3 separate regions of the Mus musculus genome follow, and regions 1 and 2 are each linked to region 3. Evidence: chromatin contacts called from public HiChIP or PLAC-seq and Micro-C data. All regions are on one chromosome and are shown on one strand. Each heading gives the region's core, a stretch centred on a gene start, on an enhancer-like site or on the middle of the called end of the contact. The rest is flanking DNA. Distances are from core to core; before and after follow the strand shown. Region 1 holds the start of Cdc42ep1 (CDC42 effector protein (Rho GTPase binding) 1). Region 2 holds the start of Cbx6 (chromobox 6). Region 3 holds the start of Maff (v-maf musculoaponeurotic fibrosarcoma oncogene family, protein F (avian)).

Evidence for each region. A called contact is a pair of places that touch in the nucleus more often than the background predicts. HiChIP or PLAC-seq counts read pairs in DNA pulled down with a chosen protein or histone mark.
Region 1: a Micro-C map of embryonic stem cells shows a contact between it and region 3, with 1.9 times the contacts expected there. The contact joins the promoter of Cdc42ep1 here to the promoter of Maff in region 3. A contact is called at or near these places in 1 of 39 promoter capture datasets (liver), 1 of 484 Hi-C or Micro-C datasets (embryonic stem cells) and 1 of 115 datasets of contacts at active chromatin or transcription factors (memory CD8 T cells).
Region 2: an HNF4G HiChIP or PLAC-seq map of pancreatic cancer cells shows a contact between it and region 3. The contact joins the promoter of Cbx6 here to the promoter of Maff in region 3. A contact is called at or near these places in 1 of 39 promoter capture datasets (pre-B cells) and 1 of 115 datasets of contacts at active chromatin or transcription factors (pancreatic cancer cells).

The regions. Positions count from the first base shown.
Region 1 is chr15:78,840,557-78,845,308 of GRCm38.p6, forward strand. Cdc42ep1 (CDC42 effector protein (Rho GTPase binding) 1) reads left to right here and starts at 2,091. Exons shown (of 3, transcript NM_027219.3): 1 at 2,091-2,169.
Region 2 is chr15:79,831,630-79,836,295 of GRCm38.p6, forward strand. Cbx6 (chromobox 6) reads right to left here and starts at 2,704. Exons shown (of 5, transcript NM_028763.3): 1 at 2,514-2,704; 2 at 2,286-2,329; 3 at 2,073-2,138; 4 at 1,883-1,949. The coding sequence starts at 2,582. Npcd (neuronal pentraxin chromo domain) reads right to left here and starts at 2,704. Exons shown (of 9, transcript NM_001013362.2): 1 at 2,514-2,704; 2 at 2,286-2,329; 3 at 2,073-2,138; 4 at 1,883-1,949. The coding sequence starts at 2,582.
Region 3 is chr15:79,344,553-79,349,465 of GRCm38.p6, forward strand. Maff (v-maf musculoaponeurotic fibrosarcoma oncogene family, protein F (avian)) reads left to right here and starts at 2,968. Exons shown (of 3, transcript NM_010755.4): 1 at 2,968-3,202.

The DNA.
Region 1 (4,752 bases), core at 841-3,340, 500 kb before region 3:
GTCTATATAATGAACTCCAGGCTGCTGGGATGCTCCATCCATAGTAAGATGTTGTCTCAACAAACAAAGCAAAGACTGCAAACACACCCTCAGGTATGGTAAATGCCTGCCCTGGAGCTAGGCCCATTTTAAAGAGATGTCTACCCTGTGCTCACAGCTAGCCTGGCACTCTGGGTCTTTGACACAGAGCCAATTATTCTGAGTTGCTCCAGGAACCCTGACTGGAGGGATAAGTCGTTTTCCAGCCAGCCAGAACACCTTTGAGAGGGAAAGTAAGGGCTATTGCTAATCACACTGGGGCACTGGTGCTCCCTACAAACAGGAAATGCGGCCATCCTGCCAAAGGAGGAGGCCATGGACAAGTCACTTCACTCTTTCTGCAAAACAGACCCGATGACAGGATTGTCCCCATGGAGCTGTCACGGAGATTAAATGTGATTACACGTGGTATGCGTTAGGTGCGCAATAAAAGCTGAGCGATTTTTAATTGCACCTATGCACGCACATATGCACGCACAGACACCTGACCATAGTTAAATACCCAGGCCCTGCCCGGCCCAGTTCTCTCCCACAGTGTTCCATGAGTTTCTGTGCCTCTGAGTCTTTGGGACACTGTCCCCAATTTCCCTGGGTGGCCCTGGGGGGAAAGATCTGGAACTGCTGTATCTCAGTCTTCTCTGCCTGCCACTGGTGTTCTCTGGGCCTCAGTTTCTCCATCTGTCCATCTGGGAAAAAATGATCCACCCCCTGTCGGCTAGCGTGAGGGTTTAGAGTGCCAACCCTGAAGCACAGCATTCTGTGAGGGAGGAGTAAGAGCTTGTCCTGTCCTGTCCCCCTCGGTCCTTAGGGCTCCTCACCCCTGCAGGGACAGTACCGCCCAGCTCCATCCCTGCCTCTGAGCTCAAAGCCTTTGCCCACAGTCTGTCCAGTGTGAACTTCCTAGGCCCTCTGCATCTCTATTTAAAACTTAACCTGGCTTCCTGCTCCTTTAGGGAACCTTGCTCAATACCCCACTCCCAGACTACCTTAGGGACATGTACTGCCACACACAGCCCCCAGGATTCCTGTCTGTCTGTCGTCACAGAAAAATCAGAGGGTACACGGATGGAGGGGCCTAGGATCTGTCTTCTTGAGCATGGCTGGCTTTGTGCCTTCTTTGAAGTAGTGGGGGCCTCACTAAAGGTTTCTAAGGTGTGACCTCATTTACCTGTTCAGCAACTCTCTTAGTTGTTAGAGCGGAGAACAGAAGATAATGTAATATCTGATGTCTGCTTTGATAACTCCACTATAGTAGGGGTATGTGTGTGTGTGTGTGTGTGTGTGTGTGTGTGTGTGTGTGTGTTTCTGGGAACAGAACTTCCATCCTCTGGAAGAGCATAAAGCACTCTTAACTGCTGAGCCCTGTCTCCGGCCCCATGGGGAAACTGAGACACTTGAAAGGCAAGGAGGAACAAGGGCCATCCCAGCTTAAGGGTCCATGAGATTATCACAGGTTACCCTACACCCCTCTACATAGTGGTCAGCTGTAAAGGCCTCTTCCCCAGAGCAGCTAAATATTCTGCTGGCACCCGACGGGGCTTGTATTGGGTTGCCAGGAATGGGGAATGGAGAAAATGGGAAAGAGTGAATGCCCCACATTTAAAAAAAAAAGAAAGAAAGAAAGAAAGAAAGAAAGAAAGAAAGAAAGAAAGAAAGAAAGAAAGAAAGAAAGAAAAAAATTCCAGCGAGTCTTCTGGTCAGTTCCTCCCGCCCCAGCAAGGAAAGGCTGGAGGCCCAGGACAGGGCTGTCAATCCTGGACTCCCCGAGGTCATCTAAGGAGCAGTGGGCAGCAAAGAGTCCCAGTGGCCTCCTCCAGGCAGTCCGGGCTCAAGACAGAGCGAACATTCCCGAGGTCGCCCCGCCTAGGGGTGGTGGGCAGGGGCCTGGCCTGGCTTGGCATCCCTGCCGCGCCACTGCAGCGCTCGCGGCGTGGCCAGCCAGCCCGGGAGGGGGCGCGGCCGCCGCGGGCGGAGCAGGGGCGGAGGGAGCCCGCAGCCCGCCCCCGCCCCGGGATCTGGCGGCCGAGCCCGCGGCCAGGGCGGCGCAGACCGGCCCAGCGACTCTCGGGTAGCGCTGGGACGCGCCGCCGCCGCGCCCGCCCCTGGACCCCCCGGGCTCGACGACACGAGGTAATCGTGGGCGCGGGCCGGGGGAGTGCGTACAGTCCTGGGCGCGGAGGGTGCGCGGGGCCAATCCGTAGGAGGCTGGAAAGTTCAGACTTCTCGGGTGGTTTTGTCACGTTGCGGGACGGCTCAGGGCACCAAAACCGAAGGGTAACGCAGTATACTGGGACGCGAGCAGAGGTGCCCAGGGCCGTCTGCCGCGTTCCTGCGCGGGCAGCGGAAGGGAAGGGACCCCAGGGCCTCTCGGCGACGCCAGCGCGGGAGCGGGAAGCTGGGGGGTGGGGGGGACGGACGATGGGGACAGGGCACCCTGCCCCCTCCCCAGCTGCATTCCAGGCTGGAGCAGCGGATGAGGTCATCCCGTCCGGTTCCCTTCTGGCCACGGCAGCCGCTGCCCTCTGCCCGCGCCGGACGGGAGCGAGAGACTCTCCCAAAGTCTCTCTTATGAGGTTCCCAGAAGGGAATGTTTCCTGGTTGAAGTTTTTCCTGGACTTCCCATCCCAACTGATTGTGCCCTTGTCCCAACTCGCCAAGTTTGAAGGCCGTTTTTCTACACTGGGAAACTGAGGCTGAGAGAGCACAGCGGTGGAGGGGGGGACTGCCTAGCTTTAACTTGGGGTGCTGGGGCAAGAAGACGTCTTAGTCGGTAGTGTCACACACAATTTAATACCGCCACCACTTGGGAAACTGAGGCAGGACGGTCACAATTTCGAGGTCAGCCTGGGAGATATATAGCAAGACCTTTTCAACAACACACACGTCTTTCCTCCCACTTTCCAGTGGTTCCCTTCTGTCCTACCGGCTCAACGAAGTTCAGAGAAGTCTGATCTGGGACAGTGACTCTGGGCAGTTTGTCTTAGTTTCCCTGTCTTCCACCCCAAAGTGCTGGACTTTGAGGGGATGTCCCTGGAGGACTTCTAATCTCAAATGTCACAAATTGGGGAAAATAGGAAGCAACAAAATCCCGCGGTTTCAGTGTTGCTATCTATCAAAGAGCCACTGTACCCACACTTCCCCTCCGGCGCCCCCAGCAGGCTGTCCGGGAGGTGGGGCTCTGCACACCTGCCTGAGGGTGTGTCTGGGTACTCCAAGGAGCAGCGCTTCTGCTCTTCTGCTCTGCTCCCTCTCTTTCCCCACCATCGGAGTGGCTTCTCTTACCCCACTTCCTTGCCTCCACATCCACCCCGTTGGCCTCTGAGTGAGTGGAGCCGGCCAATGCCCCAAAACTTGTCCCTGTGGTCATTACTACTGAGGGAGCCCTGGCCACGTGCCCAGACCATTGCACAGTAAATATAAGAGTTCTGTGGGGGTACTAAGCCTCACTGTGGCCACTCATGCCCTGGTCCCGGATGCCGAAGTGCAGAGCCTGAGTCCCGTTCCTCTCATGCTAGCTTCTCCTTAGCTACCACCTTCTCTCAGAGGGCAAGGCCATTCTGCCAGTGTTGGTAAAATGTCAGCTCCAGGGTTCACGCTGTTTTTGTTCTGTGATCTGGGTCTCTTCCCCCAACCCCCATGTAAAATGGGAGCCGGGAACCTTTACAGGGGCGATTGCCTGGGCCTTTGAGACACGAAAGGTTCCAGTACCTTAGATCCGGGTCAGGCAGAGCGACCGACCTAAAGGCCAGCAACTGTCTGTGGTTAGCACCACGGGGTAGGTAGGTGGCTGGAATGAAATATGTCCCTTACTCATGAAATGTTGGATTTGAACCCAGGCCTGCCCCACTCCAGGATGGGAGAAGTTTCTCCATCTTCTACCCCCTCCTCCCTTCTCTGGCAGAGGCTCTTAGACCTGCTTTCTCCATGTGAAGACAGAAACAGTAGCTGAAGTTGAGCCAGGATGCTCTGCCTCAGTAGATGGGTGTAGAGGATGCTATCTAGAGGTGCCCAGAGGCATTTGGGAGGTGGCTTCATCACATGGTTAGTCAAGGAGTGATATGGGGACAGGACCCCTCTCCCTGGAAGACACTCAGAAGTTAGAGGATCTGGTGGGGGAGGGTATCTACCACGTTTACACGGTAGGCACAGTGGACCCTTCCACGTGCCATTTTGCTGAGTGAGCCCTACGCTACTCCACAACTCCTTTCTCCACAGACTAGTTTTTATAGGGCTGGGAAACCTGGCCGGCGTTTACCTGCCACGGGACCTGGGTGAGTCTGTTCCCCAGGCCGTGTCAGCCTTCTTTGTAGCCTGAGCCAGCCTTCCAGCCTCAAGGGGGTGTTGGAGACTCATCTGATGACATCATGTCATTGGTCGGCCTACAGCAAAGCAAAGTGCTTTATAACTTCAGCAAACATTCCACAGGGGACCTTTCGGTGCTGGGGGTGCCAGGGAAAGGGATGATTCACAAGTTGCCCCCCCTCCTGGTGTGGGGAGGAGCTAGGGTTGGAGGAGGATCCGGTGGTAGGACGGAAGAGAATGCAGTCCCAAAACAAAGCGAGCTTTGTCCAGTTCTCCTCTTTGTTTTATCTTGTTAGTTAACCTATTTTGAATTTCAAATAACATTATAGAAGGGCTCGCACTGAGAATTTTTATGCTTGCAGGCGGCAGCTAGGGCTGAGAAAATTAAAAAAAAAAAAAAACCAAGCCAAT
Region 2 (4,666 bases), core at 1,454-3,953, 490 kb after region 3:
CAGGCCCTGGGTCTGCTTAGTGAATTTCGAAATCACTGCAGGCCACATTCACTGCACTAACAGGACAGGAGTGGCTACAGGGTTTGGGGAGGACTGCAGACAGCATTGAGACACTGCTGCTAGCTCTCTGTGGTGGTGGGTACCTTATTAACCTGTTTCTTTTCCATGGTGTGGAATGGGTTCGTGGCAGCCATCTCAAGAAGGCGCCAGGATGTTCAGCACTCCTCCTTGCAGAAAAACCTGTGTATTCTGCTGAACTGCCTCTTACTCACAAAGCAACAGGTCCAGCCTAAGCTACCTCCCTCCGCATCCCTTCACACCAGCTGCTTCCTAAATTCTGGATTAAGGCTCTACAGCAGGCAGCTCCACCCCCTGCCCTAGCATCTCTGAGCCTTGTTTCCTACAGATGTGTGTTCAACTTCCACCTATAAAAGTGGACTAGTACTATCAACTCCACTGGGATGTTGAGACGATTAAAGGAGATGATTCGTGCAGAGGACTCAGCACTGCTGGGTTCCAAAACAAATGGGAAATGACAACTTTTAAGAAAAGGGCATTTTGAGAATCCATACTCAAGATCATTACCGCCTTGACCACTAGAGGGTGCTCCAGGGGCGCCAACAAGCTGTCAACACAGCCCACCAGTCTTCCAGCTGCTCTGCCCACTCCCTCCCCACCATCAAGCATCAGGGTTAAGGTTGCTGAGTTAATCCCCGAAGATGCACCGTGGCTAGAGGCGGGGGAGTAGGGGTACGCGACAATAGGATTCCAGAAACCAAGGGGTTTTTTTTGCCACATTTGCATTTGGTCCAAGGCTAATTCTTTACACCCAGTCTTTTGGCTGGCGGAGGGGGCCAAGACAGCGCAGGGGGCCAAGACAGCGGGGTCTGGTCCACCCTTCCCCCACTGAGCTTGGAGCTCTTTGGACAAATTGGAGATTAAGAGGTTCTGCATCTTGCAGTCTCTTCTCCAAGGAGCTCTTCCCGTGTTGTGCTGGTGCCAAATTTGGTGAGAAGACCTGGGGCATCGTTAGTTCTTTAGGGAAACTACGGAGGCAGACACTGACCGCCTTGCATTAAGTGGCCATCAGGGATCGTCTTGCTCTCCTCTTCCCAGGCTCTGTTCTTCCTCATCAAAAACAAAACAAAACAAAACAAAACAAAAACAAAAACACCCCTAACTCTCCAAGATGGCTTCCCATGAAGTTCTTCGCTCTCTTGCCAAACAGGCTATGTTCACCATGCCCCACCCCATCTTCATTGGAACCTCCAGAAATATCAGGATTAGGGGTAGACAGGCTCAGGACCCGAAAGCTGGTAGTCCAGTGTGAATGATCAAATTCAGGTTGAAGTAATTTAAGGTCAAATTCAAGCCGGGCCCCCAAGTGCTATGGGAGAAGGTACAGAATACACTCCAAAGGAGGTGGGCAGTTATAGGGCATGGGAGGCCAGTGTTTTGCCAGGAGGTAAGCCTATCTATACTCAACAGCTCCAAGACTCTAAATCACAAAACAGGCCAGTGTGTTCAAGGCTGGAGGAGATGAAGGGTCTCACTAGCGAAAAGAACTTCCCAGTCACCTCCTCCCCTGAGTATGCCCCACCTGCTTCACTCACCCGCTTCCTGGAGCACAGTCGATCCCCCACCCCCAGTTCCTGGTTTCATCCCTGATTACCCCACTCCCAGGCCCCTCTGGCTGGGCTGGCTACGGCCCGCTGCCAGGGACTTGTCAGGGACTCACAACCACCCCCTGCCCAGCTGGGGCCCCTCTGGAAAAGCCTGCCCGCCTAGGCAGCGGCGGATCTGTCCCTCCCTTGCAGGCCGGCCCTGTGCTGCGCCCTGGCTGGGGGCCCGAGCGGGGGCTGCTGGGGCTGGGCCAGGTTACCTTTAGGAGGAAAGTTTTGGGTTTAGGTCCCCTCTTCTTGGGCCCATACAGCTCACGTTCCCTTTCCCTGTAGTCAAGAAACGCCAAAGATGAAAAAGGGTCCCTTCCTGGGCCCCACTCCCCGACCCTGCCCGCCTTTCCCGCTTCCCTGCGCGGCGCCCCACCGCGCCTGCCAGCTTCTCCAACTCACTTCTGCTCGAAGGCTGCGATGAGCCTCGAATCCAGAATGTTCTCCTCTGGCTCCCAAGTGCTGTACCTGCCGAGTCACGCGTACAGAAGAGCAAAATGAAAACCCAAGGGGCAGGGGCACACCGCGAGGGCTCAAGCACGCACCCCCTATCCAAGGCCCAGGTGTCTTCTTGCCGCCTCCCCAGTCCCCATGCCAACGACCCACGACACTCACTTGATCGCCCACCCTTTCCATTTCACCAGGTACTCGATGCGTCCCTGAAAAACAGAAAGGAAAAAAAAAAAAATAGGGGGTGGGGGTGGGGAAGATGCAGGGACGCGAGGAGGCGGCGGCGCGGGGGTGGCTGAGGGAACCCGGCTAGCCGGACCACTGCACCCCGAGGGCCCCGCGGGCTCCGACACCACCGCGGGGAACACAGGGCTGTCCCGGCCGAGGGCTCACCTTGCGGATCCGGCGTTTAATGATGGATTCGGCCGCGAAGACCCGCTCGCCTACTGCAGACAGCTCCATCTTGCTCAGCGGCACCCACAGCCCATAATACTCCCTGCTCCCGCGGCCGGTGCTGCACCGCTCGCGCACGCGCCCCAGCGCTCAGGCCCCCGGCGGGCGGGCGCTCGGCGGGGCGCGCGCTCGCGTTCCAGCTGCGGGCCGTCACGTGATGCTCCGGGCCTGAGCGCCGTTGCCAGGGCCTCCCCCTCCCCCGGGGCGGTTGCTAGGGAAAATGAGCGCTCGCGGGGCGGGGGCGCGCGAAGGCTCTTAAAGGGGCCTGTCCTCTCCCCCGCAGTCCTGGCGGGAGACCGATGGATGCTTGGCTGCTGCCAAGCCGAGTGAGGTGCAGTGCAATCCTACATTGTCCCACTTCATCCTGCAGGCCCAGGATCCCTGCCACCTCCTACCCTCCTTGTAACTCCTCATGCCAGAATTGCCAGGCCCTCGACAGAGAGATGCGATAGGCCCAGGAGTCTCTAGGCGCTGTGCATCCTCCTGCAGACGTTTGCAAACAGTTAAATATGATACAGCAGAAATGCATTCACTGCAGCTTTGCCAGGCCTTGTGGGGATTTCTTTAACACATCACCCCATCCATTATTTATGTATTCGTGGGAGTGTGGTTTTGTAACCGGTTCAGATAAGTTAAAACAAAAACGCCACAGCAGGAAGGGGGCGGCGGGGGGGGGGGGGTGACTGCAGAGGTGACCCAGGCCTGCGACCATGGTCTCAACACCTACAAGTAGACCTTGGCGAGTGTGTTTATAAACCAAAGAGAGAGAGGTCTCAAAAGAGAACCGCAGGGCATCCCAGATTGAGTCCAAAGCAGTCTTTCTTTGGGTCACTCAGCAGAACCCGCCTTCATGGTCAAATCTGTATTGGGATTTTCAGGCCGCAGGCCACAGCATAATTCTACAAACCACAGCTGCAGGAATGACTCCGCCATTGCTCCTGGGAGGCGCAAGTGGGATCTGGAACTTTCCCTCTTGGATGTAGCCCACCTCGCTGGAAACACACATTGAAAAATTATTTAATCGGAGTTTCCATTAGGCCAGTGGTCTTGTTCTTTGCAAAAAGAAAAAAAAATTAACCACATATAAATAAGGAAACGAAAGGGAAGGAGCAATTCATAACCTGTATTAAGTCATTGGGGTCCTCTAGCCCAGTTCTTTCCCTAAACTCGGGCCTGCATGAATATGCATAGATACATCACCTACTTGGAGAACACAGGCACACATGTTCTATCTATTTAAATGTTTAAGCACTATAGGGTTGTACTATTCACACTGGAGATGCTATCCTCCCTTAATGATATTGATTGGACATTAACACTGATTTTGCTCTGTTCACCTGTTGTCTAGGGCTGGGCTGGAGGAGGGGTGGGGATTTGTAAGGGTCAGGATTATCTTTTGATTTCATGATTGGCTTATTAGAATGGGGTGGGGGCACAGGGTTGTACAAGTCTCCCCGCGATTGCACCATTTCTTGAAGGTGCAAATTCACTGATGAAAATCTCAGCTTTCCATCCCTGCACGCCTGCAGATATGTATAGAAAGTACATTGACTGAAATCCTTCTGCTCCCCCTCAAAGTCTTTATGCTACTGAGAAAATCCTCTTAGCTGGCAAGACAGCAAACCTGAGGTGAACATCACCTAAGTAGAGAGTTGTTCTGCCCCGGTGGGGTGGCGTGGATGAGCAGGTAAGTTGAATGTGTGGGTGTCTGTGCTTGTGCAAGCTGAGGAGGCCACAGGATGAAGAAGATGGCCACCTATCCACATAGCAGATCACTCAGCAGTCTTTGTGAGCCATTGTGGAAGCTTTGGGAAACAAAAGTCAGTGCGGTGAGAAAATTGCCTTTCTCCCTGCGTGACCTCAAGGTGCAGATAGTTCCCCAGCAGTAGATGGATTTGTGTCAAGTTGCTGCTGTAACAAACAGCTCCAAATAGAGCAGCGTAACATGACCCGCTCTGGAGTGCAGATGTCCCAGGTCACAGACATTGAGCTAAAGTCAAGGCTAAGAACCCTGAACACATAAACAGCCCCTGGCCTCAGGGGGCTTCTAGAGGCCACTGTCACTCCTTTGGCACTCGGTTGTGTTGCTCACA
Region 3 (4,913 bases), core at 1,718-4,217:
AGTCGTGTTTCCTAAAATCATGAACAGTCTCCTACAGCATCACGGAACAACCATTGAAACGGGGCTACATGATGGGGCCATGGTCCTGTCTGCTAGGAGCTATCATGTCCTCCAGTCCATCTGTTTGTTCCACTGCTGGTGTGTTAGCTTGGATCACTTAGGGAAGGCTGAGTCTGCCATTTTCTCCATTGTAGAGTTACTATGTTCTTTCCAGAGTTAATAATTAACTCTTTCAAGCCAGCGAAAAAGCTCCATCTGGAAAAGTGCTTGCTGTGGCGGCCTGATGACCAGAGTTTGATTCCTGGAACCCACAGTAGAAGGAGAGCACTGACTTCTGAACGTTGGCCTTCTGACCTAGTCTCTCATACACACACACACACACACACACACACACGCTAGTAATAAATAAAATAAAAACATAAAAATAATAGTTAATAGTTCTCTTGTGAGAAATTACCTTGAAATTATGAGACTCTCCCTTTAAGGCTATTTTTTAATATCTTTGATTATGTGTATATGTGTGTCCATGTGGGTATGTACATGTGAGCACAGGTGGCCAGCTGCAGGGAGGTGTCAGATACCTGTGAAGCTGCGGTTACAGGAGATGATGTGGGCGATGAGAACCTAGCTCAGGTCTTCTGTAAGAGTAATATGTGCCCTTAACTGTTGAACCAACTCGCCAGCCAGAAATACCTTTTTTTTTAATTAAAAAAAAGGTTTATTCATTATCTTCTTTATTTTTTTATTCATATTCTTTATTCACCATCATTTTTCTCTCCCTCTCTCATCCTGCTCCTTTCTTCCCTGCCCCTCCTTCCTTCTCTCTCCTTGTGTGTTTATGTGTCTGTGTATGAGTGTATGTGTGTGTGTATGTGTATAAGTGTATGTGTGTGTATGAATGTATTATGTATTATGTATGTTTATGTGTCTGTGTATGTGAGTGTATATGTGTGTGTATAAGTGTATGTGTGTGTATGAATGTATTATGTATTATGTATGTTTATGTGTGTGTTTGTATGTGACATGTCGAGGTCAGAAGGCAACTCTGTGGGGTCAGTAGTCTCCTTTGACATTACATGGATTCTGGATGATTAAACTCTTGTTATCAAACTTGCATCCTTGGGTGACAGTGCCTTTTACCTCCTGAGCCATCTTGGCTGGCTCCAAGTATGTGAATATCTTGCTTCTTGTCAAACACACATATCTGCTGATGGTCCCTATTGCAATATCTTATTACAGTGGGGTGGCTCTATGGTCATTTTCTAGGGCCATTGTGCTCTCTTGGAACAAAACAAGAAGGAGGAGGAGGAGGAGGAGGAGGAGGAGGAGGAGGAGGAGGAGGAGGAGGAGGAGGAGGAGGAGGGAAGGAAGAAAAAAGAAAGGAAGAGAAAAGAAAAGGCAGGTTTCTCTGCTTTTGTCTCTTAATTTCTACCAGTGTGAACACTCCAGGCTTGCTCTGTTTAAATGCTGAAGATGTCCCAGACTTAGGCAGTGGGAGTGGCCTCAGGCCAGGTCTTTCAGGAAGGCAGCTTATCAAACAAAGAGTAACCTGAGCAGGCCAGGGTCCAGACAAGTGCCCACACTGACCTGCCTTCCTCTGCAGGCTGTCAGAGGGGATGGAAGTGACACCCTCAACCGGTCTCCCCTTTCATCTCAAGTGAGCAAGAACTCCGAGGTTTCACGGGTCCTGGGTCTGGTAGCCTTGTTTCATCCTGTGACTCAGAGTTTGGTAGAGGGGGTGACAGTGTGCAGTCTGGCAGGACAGCCAACAGGGAGGCCTCAGCTCTCTCACCTTCATTCTACCCACCAGTCCCTCTTACCAGAAAGATCAGTGACATGGGCAAAGATCTCACTGAAAGATAAAAAGATGTGATAGATCCCAAATCATTCTCTCCTCCAGCCACTTGAGCTCTGAAGCCTCTTCTCCCAGGATACCATTTTTTGCGGGGCGTCTCATGACTCTGCCACTGGAAAGACAGTGTGAGAAGGCCAACCCCACTGCTAAACGCAGCATTGCACAACATTGCTTGGCCATTACCAAAAGATCGACTTCTGTGGGCAGTAGGGTGTGGATGCAGAAGCCTGGCTCCCTGTTCTCCTAGGCTGAGGATGTGGGCGATGGATCTAGCCACATGGGGTCCTCACTGTCATACAGGTCTACTGGATTTCTTCATTAGTTGAGCACCTACTATTTGCCAGGCACAGCCTCAGCTCTCTAGAAGGTAGGAAAAGGGTGTGTGGGGGGTGGGGGAGGGTGGTGAACAGGATTGTGTATTTTCTAGAATTGAGAACTTGAGTTCAGAGGTAAATTTTTTGAACACCTTTTTCTTATAACTTGTGTTTTCCTTAAATTCACTTATTTGTTATGTGTCTGTGTGTGAATGGACCCATTCCACCGCTCTAAGTACGTAGAGATCAGAGGTCAGCTTTCTGGAGTCATTGTCTCCTTCCACCTTGGAAGTTGTGGGGTCTGAACGTTAGGCATCAGAGTTTAGTAACAAGCAAGCACATCGACCCACAGGGAAAGCGTCCCTGGGGCGAGTGGAGGTAGGGTTGAAGATATGGAGCCGACACCACGTGAAGACCAGGGGTAGGCAATTGCTGTGGCTTCGGAAATACAAACCTACGGTTCACAGGTACAGAGAAGGCACTTAAAACCACGAGACTGGATGAGGTCATCCGGACAAAGGATGTAGATCGACGAGAGAAGAGGCCAGACAGTGAACTGTAAAGCAAAGCAAATGACACCTCCACCCACGCCGTTCTCCAGAGGTGTCACGTGAATGCATCCAGAGGACACAGTCCCAGCACGGAGAACCGTGGCGGCTCTGGCTGTGGGCTCCTACAGCGGGGTCTACTGGGGGCGGCGCCTCACTCGGGCGTGGGCGGGGTCTCGGCTCCAGGCGGCCGCTCTGGGGCTTGCTGGCGGCTGGGGCGGTGACGTCACTGCATGACTGGGTTTTTATGAATGAAAGGAATCCTGTGCGTGAGTAATTCCGGGAAGCTCGCCTTACAACTGCGCGCGGCTCCAGCCCCCTTCGCCGCCTGCCCCATAACAAAACTCGGAGCGGCGCTGCGCGGAGCCGGGTTCCTAGTGAACTGCGGTCCCGATCGGAGAGGAGTGGGGCTCGAGAGCGGCCAAGGACCGCCACCGCGACAGCCGCGACAAGCACGCACTGAGCGCCGGGCCTGGCGGAGAGCGGTAAGGACGCGTCAGGGACGGGGACCGAGCTCCAGAAGTGTGAGCTCCGGGTCCTGCCTGGGCGGCGCGTGGTCCTCCTGCCCCTTCGGCGCCCCCTTAACATCAGCTCCCGGAGGGGCCTCCGAGGGGCTGGCTGGGAGGCGGTGCGCGGGCCCCGGAGGAAGCCGGGGCGGGGGCGGGGGCGGGGCGTGCACGTACGTGACTCGGTGAGAACAGTCCCTGGAGCCGCGCCCAGCACCTTGTGTGCGCGGTTTGTTTACGTCTCCCGGTGGCGTGCGTGCGGCTGTGTTCTTTGGGGAGCGTCCTGAGTTCTGCGGGCTGCGTGCACACGGTGTACTTCGGGGTGTGTGTTTGTGTGTGTGGCCGCACGCGCTCCTTGGAGACTGACACTAGCCCAGTGTATCTTGAAGTGGGTGCGCACCAGTGTCCACTGGAGCAAATGCGGAATAAGGACCCGAGCGAAGGAAGTGGCCCGATCGGTGGTCACACCAGGTCTGGAATTTTTCTCCCGCCCCTTCCACCCTCCGTCATCCTCCCCCTTTCCACCAGCCGGGACTGCCCGGTCCCTGTTGTCTCTGGAGTTTCCCCTGGCTGGAGCCATGTGACATCAGTGTTTGTTCCTCGCCCAGCGCGGGTGCCTGCAGCTTAGAATAGAGCAGAGGTTAGCGAGCCAGTCTTCTCCTGGCCACCTGGTGGATCTGGGAACCTAGTACATGGGAGTCCTTCCTTAGCCCCAAGTTTTCCGGCTCAGTATGGACTGTCCACCCCTGGATTGTCCCATTCTTCCAGTCTCAGGAGAAACAGGCAAGGCCAGAAAGTTTGTGACAGATTGGAGAACACAAGGCTCCCGGACTATTCTGTTGGCGACTGTGGTTGGTCTGGGTGTCTGAGGCTGCACCTGCTGGGTCCAGGAGGATGGCATGAGGCCCACTGTCACACTCCTCAGGTTGGACTCCTTAGACTGGACCTCTGTGTAGACCGATCGGTGGTCACACCAGGTCTGGAATTTTTCTCCCGCCCCTTCCACCCTCCGTCATCCTCCCCCTTTCCACCCTGGACCCCAGGGCTACTTAAATACTGGGCCAGCTGGCACACCTGGAGTCTACCCATGCCCAGCAAGATCAGCAGCCAGTGCTAACCCCTGATCTTCCTGAGGGAAGGGTTAATGTGGGAGAGGAGCGCTGCCTGAGAACACCTGTTCTGGGAACCCCCGTGATCCCACTCAAGACTTTCCCTCTTACCCCCTCCCCCACCCGAGGGTGCTGGAGTCCGAGGAGGTGGCAACTGAACTAGTTAGGGGGTGGAATCAGTGATATTTTAACTTTGAGCCCAGTGAGTTCTGCTACCACTGTGAGGATTCCAGGGTCCCCATCTGCAGTATGATGGCAGGAGAGCTCTGCAAGACGCTCTGGAAGCTGAGATGCACAGCCTGTTTTCCAGGGGAAACAGGGAAAGCAGAGGCCATCCCAAGGACCGGGGCTGGATAGAATTGGGGGTTAGGGGTTTGCAGCCAGGCCCACAGGAATCATGTGGGTCCATCCTCAAACCTCATCAGGAAACATCTCCCAGTAAAGCTGGGGGATCAGAGGTGAGGGGACGTGGCTAACTGGCTCACTGACAGATGGAAACTTAGCATTGAAAGATGGTTTTCCCTTGAGTCTCCAGGGGACACTTTTTTTGTTTAACAAGCATTTTGTCTGCATGTATATGT